5 separate regions of the Mus musculus genome follow, and all the other regions are linked to region 2. A link is a contact called in public HiChIP or PLAC-seq and promoter capture Hi-C data. All regions are on one chromosome and are shown on one strand. The core of a region is the stretch at or near the end of the contact, and the rest is flanking DNA. Distances in the headings are between cores, read along the strand shown. Region 1 overlaps Cpeb4 (cytoplasmic polyadenylation element binding protein 4). Region 2 holds the start of Psme4 (proteasome (prosome, macropain) activator subunit 4). Region 3 holds the start of Clhc1 (clathrin heavy chain linker domain containing 1). Region 4 holds the start of 4930524B15Rik (RIKEN cDNA 4930524B15 gene). Region 5 holds the start of Prorsd1 (prolyl-tRNA synthetase domain containing 1).

Region 1 (2,700 bases), core at 181-2,680, 1.1 Mb after region 2:
TAGTGGAACTTGGGCTACATAATAATCTTTATTTTTCTGAACACAGATAAACACAGTGTCTAACAGGTGGCTTTATCCCCTTTTTGGTAAGGTTTTCTTCCCCCATGTGATATTTAATATTATGGAAAATTTTAAACATTGACTAGACAAAATAGTATCCTGAACTCCCAAGTACATATCACATGGTTTCAGTAGTCACTGGCTCCTGGACAGTCCTTTCACCTACACGCAAAACTCTTCTCTGCCATATATCTTAAAGCAGTTAAAGGAACTCCTAGACATGGTAGGATTTCATTGTAAAAGAACACACTTCTCAAAGGTACAAAGTCTTTAGAGGATATACACAGTGTTTTTCCAAGGACCTTTTAAAGATAGTGATGGCTCACTTATCTGTCATGTCTGCTTTAGCCTATTTTCCTTGCTCAACCTAGTGTTACTCCCACAAACACCAGTGGTCTCACCTCTTTCTGAGACATCAAAAAAAGTAAATAAAGTAAGATCAGCTAAAGCAACAAATGAGTAGAGTGTAATATTTAATTTGGGCCTTCTAATTCTAGGCTTCCGTGGAATATAGGTATGTGATCTGAGACGAATTCAAAGGAACAGGACAGGACTGGGCTTTGGGGATTGTTTTTCTGTTTGTTTATAAAAGGAATTCAGGGATTTGAGGTCTTTTGGAGGCCTGTGGAGTTCTTTAAACCTTATTCATTCACCTCTCTTTCCATATACAGGTATTCACTTTTTGTGTGTTGTAGTAGAAATATGTCAATGGTCAAAGAGGGCCTTCTCATGAAGAGTACAGTCTGGGAAATTCCTATTTTGTTCTTGTGAGTTGAGTGTGTTCTGCGTAGGAGACTATGAGTATGGGGTGGCCTTGTTAGAAGCTTAACATTGGGTGCTTTTTGTCTCATTGTCAAAGGTCACAAAAAAGAAGAGATGTCAAGGGTTGCAAAATGTAAGTCTCAGCTTAGGCATAAAGATTGTACATTTTGATTTGTAGTCCCTTTGCTAACTGGGCCCTGAGCTGGCCAGGCAGACATTGGAGAAGAGGAACCCTCACAGCTATTTAGGAGCTTTCGTGTGTCTTTATGACCCAACTTAGTCTCTCAGGACAGCATTTTAGTTTTGTTTACTTTCTTTAAAACAATGGCCTCTTGTGGCAAGTAGCTTGTTAAATAGGAGAACATTGCCTGTGATCTCTTTTGGATGCAGAAGTTTAGGTTTATATGATAACCTGCATGAAACTGGCCATAGTAAAGCAAGGAACAACTGGATTATTCAGAAATGCCAGTAGCCTGTTTTCAAAATGTGACTTGTGCACTCTTTTCTCATCTACCACAGAGAGAAGGCATGCAGGAATGTATACTGAGTGTGCCTGCTAGCAGGCAGCTGTTGGGCCTCACTTTCACATACCATGTCTCTTTCATTTCTCACCAGTTTTTTATTTGTGTGCGTGCATGCATATGAGTGTGCAGGTGCAGATGCCTGTGTGCACACATGCATAGACACATGCATAGACCAGAAGAGGATATTGGGGAGAAAAGACTTCTCACTGTACAGAAAGCGTCACCATTTTGACTAGGCAGGCTGGCCAAACTCCTGAGATCTGGCTACCTCACAGTGCTGAAGTTACAGGCACATGAAGTTGTGTCTAGCTTTTTTTTTTTAATGTATTTATAGATCCTAGGTATTTTTCATTTTTTTGTTTTTATTGAAAATATATTCTTTTCTCATATAGTATGTCCTGATAGAGTTTTCTCTCCCAGTTCCTCCTTTCCTTCCCTTCCCTTCCTTCTGAATCTACTCCTTTTTTTTTTGTCTCTCATTAGAAAAGAACAGGTAACCACCAGACATGACAAAATAAGATATAAGAAGATAAAGGAAAAAATATCATATCAAAATTGGACAAGGCAACCCAACAGAAGGAAAAGAGACATAAAAGCAGTGAGCCTAGCTTTCCAAGTAGGTGCTTTGAGCTCAGATTCCCATGCCCTGCAGAGCAAGCAATCTTACCTCAGCCATCCTTTTAGTACCTCATCACAGTTTTACAAGATATTTGTGTGTGTATGTGTGAAGAGTGTCAAGATTCCTTGTCCAATAAGTAGAGATTTAAAAATCAAGTCTTACAATGGACTATTTTTTTTTCTTCCAGGCAAGGCTAGAATGACTAAATAGCCTAGAAGAAGTAAGTCCATTGAACTAATGGAATCTAAATTACCAGTTTTGTTTTTTAATTCAAATAAGTGGCAACAACTTTTTTAAAAATCACTTTAAGGATTTTTATGATATTAAAAATATATAAATACATGTTGCATTTAGTGAAGGGAAAATAAAAGGCAGTTTCCTCAAAGGCTTTCTGAAGAGATCTTCTGATTTATCAATTCATATGGGAACCAAATGGTTTATGAGCAGAGCAGACTGATTCATCTATAGTTTAGAATTCTGGGAGGGAATATTTAGTAACCTAAGCAAGACTCTTTACTCTTGTTGAAGGTGTTAAGATGAGAAAGTACAGACTCTGAATAGAAGTGGTGAAGAAATGTGAAGTGCTATTAAATGTCTTTACTTTGCTCCTCTTCACATTACATAATTACCTCTTTTATGTCAACCCCTGACACCTGCTTCCAGGCCATGCTGACCCAACAAAAAGTTGTATATCCTGTGGATGACACTAATGAACATTTTAGGTTATGGCATGAC
Region 2 (2,716 bases), core at 73-2,572:
GCCATGGCTACAGAGTAAAATCCAGTCTCAAAACAAAAACAAAAACAAAAAAACTAAAACAAAACAAAAAACCACAAACAAAAAAACAAAACCAAAAACAAAAACTAAAAGAAACAAAAGTAAATTTTATTATGCTGCCCTTAGGCTTATTGTTTTTTAGACATTCTCTTTTGAGATGGTGACTTTTTTTGTAAAATATTTTCTTGAAGATCTAGGGATGGAACTCAGCTTAGGAAAGAGGCCAACCACTAGTAGAACTCATAGACCAGCTGGTAATCCTTGTCTGTTTTTTCAGTTAGTTAGTTAGTTTGTTTTGTTTCGTTTTTTTGTTTAGCTCAGGTTGGCTTTAAGCTACAACCCTCCTGCTCTTGAGTTTCCAAATGCTGGGATGACAGGCGCATGTTACAATGTCCTCTCTTAGAAATTTCTTGTTATTTTTAAGATCAATCTCAATTCTCCAGCATTTACTTCTTAGTCTCAATACATGTATTCACTCCCTTCTGGCAAGCAATCTTTAACCAGCCTGAATCTTGAGTTATCAGAAAGCAAGCTTGCAGCCTCAGTCTTTTCTGTCAGCTGATAATTATTTCTTCCTCCTTTCTTTATCGAAATAACATTGCCATCAACCTTACAGATTAATTTAAAAATAACTTCTATGAAGGTGATATGCCTTCATTTAGAATTCCCAGGTATCTCGGTACTTATCCAGTATTTACCAATGCATTATCTTGTAATTTATTAGTTTGTTGCCAGGAAAGGCCTCTACGTCCTTAAGGGCAGAACTAGGCGTTCTTAAACTTTCTATAGGGACCTTAAATGAGAAGATGACACACAAAGTATATTTGTTGAGTAACTTTTTTGGAGGGTGGACGGGGAAATATCAGAAAGGTGGGGGGTAAAAGGACAGAGGAACACAGGGTACTATTGTGTATACAGATTCTTCCATACACGTTTTTTTAAAGATAGTGTCTCCTGTTGCCAGTAGGAAGCAGAGGTTGGCCTAGAACTCTTTGTGCTCATACTGCTTCGCTGTCCACACTCCCGCCCCCGGCTGGGATACAAGCTGCTCTTCCGTAAACTGGCCCAGAAGAGAGGATACTGAGCGTGGAGAGGTAGTCGGATTCCGTGTCTCTGGATCCTGCTGGAGCAGAGTAGGGTCTCTTGTTTCTCGCCGGCAGCCTCGCGTGGCAACCCCAGTCGCTGACACCAAACTCGGCTGACTGCAAGAAAGCAGCCAGGTTACCTCCTCCCCGCCTCCGTGGCCCCGCCCCGGAAGTGACTTGAGGCCGGTCCGGAACCTCCCGGCGCTGCGGCTGCAGCGTCACCAGAAGAGCCGGAGGGGTCCGGGCCGAGCAGCCGCTGCCACCGCCAACGAACCGGGTGCCGCGCGGGGTCCAGCAGCGCGCCGGGCAGCCGGGGCGGGAGGGGGGCCCAGCGGTCGGGCCGAGGGCGAGGCGACGCGGACGAGGCTGAGCCCGCAGCGGGGCGGGGGCCGGGGCCGGGGGTCGGGCCGGGGGCGGCCCCGGGCTAATGGAGGCTCCGGAGCGGGCGGGCGGCGGGGAGCCCCCCGAGCCTGGCGGGCGGCCGGTACTGGGCCCGCGGGCCTTCGTCCCGCAGAAGGAGATCGTGTACAACAAGCTTCTGCCCTATGCCGAGCGGCTGGACGCCGAGTCCGACTTGCAGCTGGCACAGATCAAGAGCAACCTGGGCCGGGCCGTGCAGCTCCAAGAGCTGTGGCCCGGGGGCCTCTTCTGGACGCGGAAACTCTCCACGTAAGTGGGCTGAAGCCGTCGGCGGGCCGGGCTCTTTGTCTGCGCTGCTGGTGCTGCTCAACTCTGTTCTGTCCAGACGGCGCTGACCTGGTGCAGGATTCCAGGGGCGCGGCCGAGTCCGGGGAGACCCAGTCTCCTCGTTGCTTTCCGTGGGACTTCTGGGTCCTGTCGGTCGCCTCTCACGATCAGCGTTCTGGTCCTTTCTCTTGACGTGCCAGGCTCTGGGGAGCCACAGGCGTACCCGGGCATAGGGACGAGCGGCTCCCATTGGTTCTCCCTGGGGTTCTGCGCTTGGAGCTGCGGGATAGAGAGCTTCGGTCTTTGGGGAAGCGACTCCTGTCCTTGCTTCTGTGGTTTTTTTGGGTTTGTTGTTTGTTTTTTGTTTTTGTTGTTGTTTTGTTTTGTTTTTCCTTCCTCGTCGATCCACTTTACACTTCTTACCGTAGGAAGTAGGGACAGTAAGAGGTTGTGTGTGTGTGTGTGTGTGTGTGGTGTGTTTTTCTGTGTTACTATGTTTCTTGGGGGTCTGGGTTGCTGTTCTGGCTTCCTGGATTTAATTGAAACGATTCGTTTCAAATGGACAGTCAGCGCATTCTCGGATTGAGTAGACGTTGAGAATGTTGTCTTAGAATTCTAGGAAAAGTGTATGTTCCTGTTGTGACATTTCCTCGGTCACGACTTCGCTTATTCTAAGGCAAATAGTGAAGAGCGCTGTTAGGTTGATCCCGGGCTTTGTTGGCCAGACTGTGTGGTTTTGAGTTGGTTAGTTCTTTTGTTTTCCGTACGCACTAGCCGCAAATTATAGCGTCATTAGAATTAGAACGGGGGAAAAGTAATGATGGAGCAAAAAGTTTGGAGAGGTCATTTGCTCTATGCGCGCCTTTACTTTGGCAGAACTTATTATATAAGATTTTTGCTGTTTTGTTTGGTACGCTACATATAAT
Region 3 (2,700 bases), core at 163-2,662, 1.2 Mb before region 2:
TCAGGAATCCAGTTCAAGTTGGCCCTGAGCTACAGGAGACTGCTCTCTACAAAAAGGGTCAACCAACCATCGCATATTTTAAAATCATGGAACAGCTACAGTGCTCAGCAAGTGTTAGTGGATTCAATATCATCCCTTTTTCTGCATGTTTTCCCTCAAACAAACCTTTTGAATGTTGTAGTCAGACAAAGTCCGGCCATCTTCCAGCTGCTTACCAGCAAAGATCAGCCTCTGCTGATCAGGAGGAATTCCTATTAGAGGAAAAAATACTGGGCTTAATAGAACAAGGTACATTCCCCATTGTTGTGAATCAAATGATTGCTAACAGTGGTCACAGACTTAGATGCAACTTTTTCCAAGAGTAAAAGCCCTGGAACTTTCTCTGTAACCAGGCTGCCTCTACCTCCTTAGTGTTGAGATTAAAGTGTGGACTGGGCCATTGCCCAGCCTGAGCATTTTATCGTCTTTGTGACTCAGTAAACAGTTCTAGATTAACTTTTAAAAGATTTGTCCTGCAGAGTTTCCAGTTAATCAGATAGCCTGACACTAATGTCAGGAATATTTTACTTTCAAAAGCATCTAAATTTATTAATCTGTTTTCTACCTTAAGAACAAACGTGTCTAGGTCACACAAGCCAGTCATTTTTCTAGTGACAAACTTTACTTGCCTTCCTTATCCTGGATCTTGGCCTTTACATTTTCTATAGTGTCCGAGGGTTCAACCTGCCAAGTTTTGATATATGTAGTTAATATACGGTTACATAGTAAGTCATTAACTGCTAGCTTTATACAAAACGAGCAAGGAGGAGGTGAGCTAAAGGTAATCAATTAAGATGACACCGCGTGCAAACTACCCAGAGTGCTACAATCCAAATTAGTCCCCATACCAGGGCGAGCGACGGCGGGGGAAGCACAGGAACGCGTCTGCCCGGAGAAAAGCGTCTCCCATCACCTACCCTACATTTCGCCACTCGGGATAAAGCAGGCTAAACCGTACCACACCGAAAACCAAACGTTGTTTTTGCTAAGCACCATAATCTCAGCTCAAAGCCAAGTTTCACAACTCAAAACTCAGAAACCCGCCCTCAAACACTAAGGGCCTCAGTCAGGCCTTGGCTTCCTCAACGGCAAGGTGGCCCGTACCTCGAGCGTGATGGTTTTCCCCGTAAGGGTCTTCACAAAGATCTGCATCGTGGCGGCGGCTCCACCTGCATTCGAAAAGAGACGGATTAGATCCGACGACACCCGTGAGAGCGACGCGTAGCGCCACTAGCCAGAGCGCGGCCACAGAGCATACACTCACCCACGATGGCGGATCGGAAAGGAAGATCCGAGCGTGGCCGACGGGGTCTCCTGGCCGAAGGACCCGCCCCTTAGGCGGCCACACACGTGCCTGCGCGCTGCAGCGGAATCGCGGCTGTCTAACGCAGTGCCAGATTTGCTCGTTCGCTCGGTTTCTTTACGCTCTTTTCTCGGTTTACCTCAGAATGGCCTCGAAATGATGTGCTCAACTAAAAAAAATGCCTCAAAAGGCTTTCTTATACAGCCGATGCGATTAAGAGAGGCTTTCCTTTAAAGGGGGCTTGTGAAACATAAGAGAGAGGTAAAACAAGTCTATCTGGGAATTGTAGTTTTACACTGCTTTCTTCTTGTTAGAACTACTTGTCCCAGGATGCATTTCCACACTTCCCGGATACCTGATTACACTGTCTAAGCTGTGGAGTGAGGGTTAGGAGAGAGTCAGGTGAGGACTCAGGGGATGAGGCACTATGATTTGCGCGTGGGTGGGGACTCTCTGGAAATGCCCCGGAGGGAAGGCTTAAGGGCTAGAAAGGCATTTGGGGGCTGAAGGTGTCTGTCACACCGTAGTGAGCTAGCCACATCTAAGGTATAGTCGAAGTCTTTCTAAGTGCAGGTTTCTGCCCCTCCCGGTAGTCCCTTCCGCTACCCTTCATCCGATCGGAAGAAGCTTTTGAGCGTCACGCGCCTCCCTAGTATGAAACGGTTAAATGTATTGGAATTTTCATCTTTTCACGTTTTAAAAAACATACGATAAGAAAATCTGCAGAATGTTTAGTTTTCGACTATAAGTTTAAATGTGGAGCGTGTCCATCCTGGAGAAAATAGGAGCATGTGCCCTCGGGGAAACTTGAAGCTGTTAAAAGCTGGTGCCTTCTCTCAGTCCCTTCTCCACCTCACAAACCCAGTGCCCTTTCTAATGCACCCTCTCAATGTCTTTTCACCCTATCCGTAAGCGTAGGCGTGCTCCGTTTTCTTACAACGAGGATCCGTAACTCCCTAATAATCTCTGTTTGCTCTTTCCTCATTTTAATATACTAGCTCTGCTGCCTCCAAATTACACATTTTGAAAAGTAAAAATGTAGGGCTAGGAGATGACACAGTAGCTAATATTCGATATGCAGAACCCTGGGTTGGAACTCAAGCACCCACTTTTTAAAAAGGTTGGTGTGCTTGGTGGAGTCTGTGACATGGTAGGCCAGCAGAGACAGGAGACTCCCTGGACCTCATTGGCCAGCAGGTTCAATGAGAGATGGGGGCCGACGACCCTACACCCACACATGACATACATATTTCTTAAAATAAGATGGGGCTTCCAGATGGCTCCATCAGTAAAGAAAATTTACATCTGCTCTAGATCTGATCAACCTTGAGATTCAATTGGTGGAGAAAACCAACTCT
Region 4 (2,729 bases), core at 5-2,504, 1.2 Mb after region 2:
CACTGCTGCTATCCAACTCTACCAAACTGGACTGCTAGTATATCCATAAAGTGTTTGGGAGTGGATTGAGCTGCTGCTGCTGACCTGTGAACTGAACTGCTGATTTCCGACAACCCAGATAGGATTTTCTCCAAAGAACCACGTCTAAACAGGTCCACTTCCCCGCCCCCCCCCCGCCCCCTGTATCCTTTCTTTTCTACTACCTGGTGGGTGGTAGGCTAGAAGGGAGGCAAAAGCATTTAAGAACTATCATTAAAAATAAGGCCTAAGAACCAGGTGTGATGTCGCACGCCTTTAATCCCAGCACTCTCGGGAGGCAGAGGCAGGTGGATTTCTGAGTTCGAGGCCAGCCTGGTCTACAGAGTGAGTTCCGGGACAGCCAGGGCTACACAGAGAAACCCTGTCTCAAAATAAATAAATAAATAAATAAATAAATAAATAAATAAATAAATAAATAAATAAATAAAAATAAGGCCTAAAAAAATTAAAGTTACAACATAGAGAAACCATGTCTCAACAAAACAAAAATTAAAAACAGAGAAGGGGGAAGGGTTCACTGCTCCAAGGACAAGAAGATCATTGCCCCAGGTTATCACACAGAGCAGGGGGCTTTACATAAATCAAAGTTTTATTGGACGGAAAGGGTTAAAACATTTTGCAAGAAAGTCTTACAAGGTGGAAGACAGGAGATAAAAATGTTTTAATTCCTTGTCCTAAACACACATTTTTATAGTATTTGATAGAAAAGAACCATATTTGATTTTCTTACATCCCAGTCCCAAATGATGCATAGCCTGAAATTCAACCTCTCTCTAGACGAATGGCCATCCTCACAACCACAGTCCTTCCTGTTTCCCTTTCAGTAGGGCTTTCCTTGCCTCCCAACTTCTAACAGAGATCCACATTAGGCTCCTGTCTTCTGCTAGGTGCCTGGACTCTTATGTCCTTAATCCCTTCCTTACCTCAACCCCAGCTTCTCGGTGTTCTACACCTCAACTTCCTACCCAGGCTCCTGGTGTTCTGGACTCCAGCTCACCCACCCACACTCCATCTCTCTTCAGTGAAGTTGGGGCCTCTAGGTCAGTCCCGTCCTCGCCTCACACAGGTCTGGCCCCAACGGTTCTCCACCCTCCCCCAGCCCGCATGCGCAAGTGTCCCCCCTCCCCCACATCCACACTCCCCCACCCCACCCCACCCCACACACCTCACACACACACACCCCACGCCCTGTGCTCAGGCCGGCTCCGAGGTCCCGCAGGTTGCCCGACAGGAGGCCGAGAGATGGTGCCCAGCCGCAGTGGGCAAAGGCCAGATGGGCCTCGCTTAATCTACGTGACCCGCTTCGCCTCGCACCGCCATGGCGTGTGGCAGCTGAGGGGTCTCCGAGGTTTCGGCCATCGAGGCCCAGGGCTCGGGGCCCGCTGTGCCTCAAAGCAAGCAGCGGTGGAGCCCGGGGCCCGGGGAGGAGAGCGGCCCACTGGCTCCCAGGCCGGGGTCACTGACACCCCGGATTCCGCCCCTTTCCAGCGGAGGTCGAGAGCGCCCAGGGCCCGGGAGCAAGCAGCGCAAGCAGGTGGCACGGCAGCGGGAGGGATCGTCCTGTCAGCGGCCTGCTGCTGACTGGGCAGCTCCCGCGCCATTTTGTGCGCGCGGCTTCCGTCAGCCAGGCTTCGCGTCAGCCTTCCTGTCAACCTTTGTGTCAGTCTTCCTTTGTCTCAACCTTTGCATCTGCCAGTCTTTCTGTCAGCCTTCCTGTCAGCCTCGGTGTCATTTTCCTCTCAGCCTTTCCTGTCAGCATCCTAGTCAGTAGGCAGCCAGGCTCCTCTCTCCTGCCAGTCTGTGTTGGAGCCATAAGTTTAGGAGAATTCCTTTAACTCACTTAGTGGGGTGGGTAACCTGTAAAAAGGCTGCAGGATATTTAAGATAACCTAGAGACCTGAGAGAAGTTCTTGGATGTAGCTACTTCAGTCGCTCAGAGAAATGGAAGTTTGGCGCGCTTGTTGGTTATTTTTCACTGACATTTATTGAAATTGCTAATTACAGGAGCTGGAGAGGTGGCTCAACGGGTTAAGAGCACTGGTTATTCTTCCATATGATGTAGGTTTGGACCTCAGCACCCACATATAACTGATTGTAATTCCAGTTCCAAGGCATCTGACGCCCTCTTCTGCCCTCCTTGGGCATCATGCATCTACAAGGTGCACAAGCAAAACACATATACACATACAGTAAAATAGAAAATGAATTGCTAATTACCTGATATATATTCAATCAGACCTCTTAAGAGACGTTGAAGCATCCTGTTAAAACACAGAAGATCTGAAGATGTAGTCGTGGCCCACACTTTTAATCCCAACACTAAAGAGTCAGAGTCAGGCAGATCTGTGAGTTTGAGGCCAGCCTAGTCTACAGAGCAAGTTCCAGAACAGCCAGGACAACACAGAGAAACACCTTTTACCTATACTTTTCAAAGCAATTTTACTGAGCTTTCATTAATAGTGTATCCAGTTCACCCAGTTATGGTACACAAGTTAATGGTTCTTACATATCCACAGAGTTGTGTCCTTAACATTCCATTTTAATGTAACTGTAATATCACAGAGAAACTCTGCACCCCTTCAAAGGCATCATAGCCCCTCACCATTGCCTCTACTACCCACTAATCTTAGCCCTATCTATGCAAGTATTAGTCTGCATTGTCTCTATAGATCTATTTTGGACATATCTAG
Region 5 (2,700 bases), core at 74-2,573, 1.3 Mb before region 2:
TTGCACACATACATATCCACGGTTGTACATATTTTTCATGGTGGATGCTCTGAATTTAACTGGTATTCGTTATAAATGTTTTGATAGGGGTTGGGCCTTTTGGTGCTGAGGATAGGACCCAGAGTGCTATGCTTGCTAGGCAGGCACAATATCTCTGAACTAAAAACCTCAGCCTCCAAATACTTTAAAGGCCTGGTACCTGGAGTACTGGTACTTAGAGCTGAGGCCGAGATCAAGAATTCAAGAGTGCAGCAAAATCCTGGTTGGGGTTCAGGGGGAGCCTTAATCATCACAGTTGCAGACCTCAAGACCTCAGTTTTTGTTGGGCCAGTTTTCTATCCCAGTGGCTAACAAAGCCATCAGGTGCCTGAGACGCTTATAACTTTTGAACTTTGGCGTAAAATTTGATGACAGTCCTTAATATTTATCTCCAGAGTCCCAGACATTCACTACAAGGGCATCGATGAAGAACATAAGACCCCAGGTTAGTACATAAAGAACATTTTTTTAATGTTACAAGTACCAGTACTCCAGGGCCTTAAAGTATTTGGAGGCTGGGAATGTACACAGAATGTGACCTTTGTAAAAATGGGAAATAGTAAATATTAAGACAGGTGTTTTCTATCATAAAATGTGTCGTGCAAGCCTTACCAACCCTCATAATAGTTTCCACAAAAATTGTACATCTCCAGTGTAGGTCATGTTAAAATTAAGGTACGTACTTTTGTTTGTGGCACAAGCGGGAGCGGGCCAAAAGAGGAACTGTAGTTTTAAACAGCTCTCAGTGTGAGTGCTGAAATAAATTCGTGTCATCTGCAAGAGAAGTACGTGCTCTTAACCGCGAAAACAATTCTCCAGACTCAGGGGTTATATACTTTTTGTAATTATTTGGGAAATGATCCTTGCCGTGCTGCAGTGGTAACGACTGTCCAAAGAAGTAAAAAACCAAGCCACCTCAATGGCCTGCTGTGCCTTTGGTACCAGATACAGCCTAGGCGATTCTATAGGGTTGCCACTTATGTAGTGCCTTGTTCCTTAGTTATCTACATAACGTATCAGCTATCCAACCGGCTTTTAAGTCACGTCAGTCATCCCAGGACAAGTTTCCTCACGGTTGCCGCAGTTTTAAATAAACTTATAAGCCTCTGCTTGGACCCAATAAACACTCGCCCGAAGACCCTCTGCCTTCCTGGGGCCGCAGTCTCACCTCGGGATGCTCCACGACCTCCGTGCGAATGGCGAGGGCGCCGAGCCTCTGTTCTAACTCAGCCCGCAGCTCCGAGCCTGCCATTTTCCCCTCTACGTGGGCAGGCTTACCGGAAGTGCCACGGCTTCGGGGGCGTGGTGATGGCTGCTTGCTCCGCCCTGGCATGGCTCTGTGGCCTGACCCATCTTTGGGCCGCCGAGAGCGCTTAGCCACACCCCCAACCACCTGAGCCTCCAGTGCCGGGGTCGGAAAGCTCCGGGTTCCATTGCTCGGCCGCGGCAATGTGGCTTCATGCCTCAACAACTGTAGCTTGTGACTTCCGTCTTTCCGTTCTTTTAAATTTTATGTGTTATGGGCGTTAGTTACCGGCTTGCATGGTTGTGCACCACGTGTGAGCAGTGCCTGAGGAGGCTGAAAGAAGGTGTTCAATTTACTAGAACTGGAGTGATGGTGAGTCATGTAGGTGCTAGGAACCGAACTCGGTCCTCTGGAAGACCAGCCATCACTCCCGCATATTATGATATTAGAAAACGGTACTGCGGGTGTGGTGGCGCACTCCTTTAACCCAGCACTTGGGAGGCAGAGGCAGGCGGATTTCTGAGTTCGAGGCCAGCCTGGTCTACAGAGTGAGTTCCAGGACAGCAAGGGCTATACAGAGAAACCCTGTCTCGAAAAAAAAGAAAAAAGAAAAGAAAGGAAGAAAACAGTACTGCGACGAATTACAGTGGTCGTTATGATACTTATGGCCTGGAATTTGCAACCATGGTGGGACCACTTACTTTGAATAAGGTTCAAATTCCACATTAGTATTTCACTTAAACTTTGAAATTAAGGCTCACATGCAACATGAAACACTGATACACTCAGAGATGTTTAATATAAATTAATTGTATTTATTTGGGAGTGAAGATCTGAAAAAGAACCCCTCTTAAGACACAGATGGTATGCTTTTTCTCTCCCTCGGTGACACAAATAGAGCCAGATTAGAACATATTACATGTAGATAAAGGCAGGTTTACTAGGAGGCAGCTTTTGGGCGGGCTCATCAATCTCACATGTGGAAGTCAGTGAAGTCACTCATCTGGTCTTAAGAGGGTTTCACAGAGTTTTGGCAAGGAATGATGCCGTGCTAGCTAGGAGCTGGGATAGTGTCCATACATGGTCAAAAACTGAGCCCCTAAGCAGACACTCTTGGGTGAGTTACCATAAACACACCACATTAGCCAGGAGCTTTCTCTGCCTGTGCAGTAGAAGAAGGAGGGCAGACTGGAAAACAGGGATTTGTTCCAGCCTATGATTTACTCAGTATTGGAAGAAACTACAAAAGAGTAAGTCAGAGTTGTGTTTACAGTTTCACTCTGAACTCAGGATTTCAAAATTTTAAAACTTTTTAGTTTAACCTTTTTTTAAAAATGATTTATTGCCCGGCGGTGGTGGCGTATGCCTTTAATCCCAGCACTTGGGAGGCAGAGGCAGGTGGATTTCTGAGTTCA

Evidence for each region. HiChIP or PLAC-seq counts read pairs in DNA pulled down with a chosen protein or histone mark. Capture Hi-C pulls out chosen DNA fragments and counts their contacts.
Region 1: an H3K4me3 HiChIP or PLAC-seq map of stem cell-derived neural progenitor cells shows a contact between it and region 2, with 3 times the contacts expected there. The contact joins the enhancer-like site here to the promoter of Psme4 in region 2. A contact is called at or near these places in 1 of 39 promoter capture datasets (pre-B cells), 2 of 115 datasets of contacts at active chromatin or transcription factors (astrocytes and stem cell-derived neural progenitor cells) and 2 of 9 other capture datasets (adipose tissue and liver).
Region 3: a contact with region 2 is called in a promoter capture Hi-C map of liver, with 3 times the contacts expected there. The contact joins the promoter of Clhc1 here to the promoter of Psme4 in region 2. A contact is called at or near these places in 6 of 39 promoter capture datasets (the C10 cell line, the HPC-7 cell line, cranial neural crest and 3 more), 4 of 484 Hi-C or Micro-C datasets (CD4 T cells, double positive thymocytes, embryonic stem cells and 1 more), 11 of 115 datasets of contacts at active chromatin or transcription factors (acute myeloid leukemia, a beta-TC-6 cell line, embryonic forebrain and 7 more) and 3 of 9 other capture datasets (adipose tissue, liver and pancreatic islet).
Region 4: an H3K4me3 HiChIP or PLAC-seq map of stem cell-derived neural progenitor cells shows a contact between it and region 2, with 4 times the contacts expected there. The contact joins the promoter of 4930524B15Rik here to the promoter of Psme4 in region 2. A contact is called at or near these places in 1 of 39 promoter capture datasets (cranial neural crest) and 3 of 115 datasets of contacts at active chromatin or transcription factors (embryonic stem cells and stem cell-derived neural progenitor cells).
Region 5: a contact with region 2 is called in an H3K27ac HiChIP or PLAC-seq map of thymic regulatory T cells, with 19 times the contacts expected there. The contact joins the promoter of Prorsd1 here to the promoter of Psme4 in region 2. A contact is called at or near these places in 2 of 39 promoter capture datasets (liver and pre-B cells), 2 of 484 Hi-C or Micro-C datasets (B cells and CD8 T cells), 7 of 115 datasets of contacts at active chromatin or transcription factors (the 230-238 cell line, astrocytes, cardiomyocytes and 4 more) and 1 of 9 other capture datasets (liver).

What each region holds. Positions count from the first base shown.
Region 1 is chr11:31,880,886-31,883,585 of GRCm38.p6, forward strand. The region is part of intron 1 of Cpeb4 (cytoplasmic polyadenylation element binding protein 4); the gene reads left to right. Among named protein-coding and RNA genes, the nearest start is that of Cpeb4, 11 kb to the left of the region's middle. Within about 2 kb of position 1,431, at least 9 of the 459 cell types and tissues checked have an H3K27ac peak or open chromatin away from gene starts, as enhancers often do. A contact at or near this core is called in astrocytes and stem cell-derived neural progenitor cells, where this site is marked.
Region 2 is chr11:30,770,453-30,773,168 of GRCm38.p6, forward strand. It overlaps Psme4 (proteasome (prosome, macropain) activator subunit 4), which reads left to right and starts at 1,323. Exons shown (of 47, transcript NM_134013.3): 1 at 1,323-1,772. The coding sequence starts at 1,531.
Region 3 is chr11:29,546,538-29,549,237 of GRCm38.p6, forward strand. It overlaps Clhc1 (clathrin heavy chain linker domain containing 1), which reads left to right and starts at 1,413. Exons shown (of 12, transcript NM_028504.1): 1 at 1,413-1,603. Rps27a (ribosomal protein S27A) reads right to left here and starts at 1,503. Exons shown (of 6, transcript NM_024277.2): 1 at 1,304-1,503; 2 at 1,144-1,208; 3 at 669-723; 4 at 166-251. The coding sequence starts at 1,191.
Region 4 is chr11:31,964,379-31,967,107 of GRCm38.p6, forward strand. 4930524B15Rik (RIKEN cDNA 4930524B15 gene) reads left to right here and starts at 1,255. Exons shown (of 5, transcript NM_026262.1): 1 at 1,255-1,573. The coding sequence starts at 1,282.
Region 5 is chr11:29,513,710-29,516,409 of GRCm38.p6, forward strand. It overlaps Prorsd1 (prolyl-tRNA synthetase domain containing 1), which reads right to left and starts at 1,324. Exons shown (of 2, transcript NM_026465.3): 1 at 1,208-1,324. The coding sequence starts at 1,291.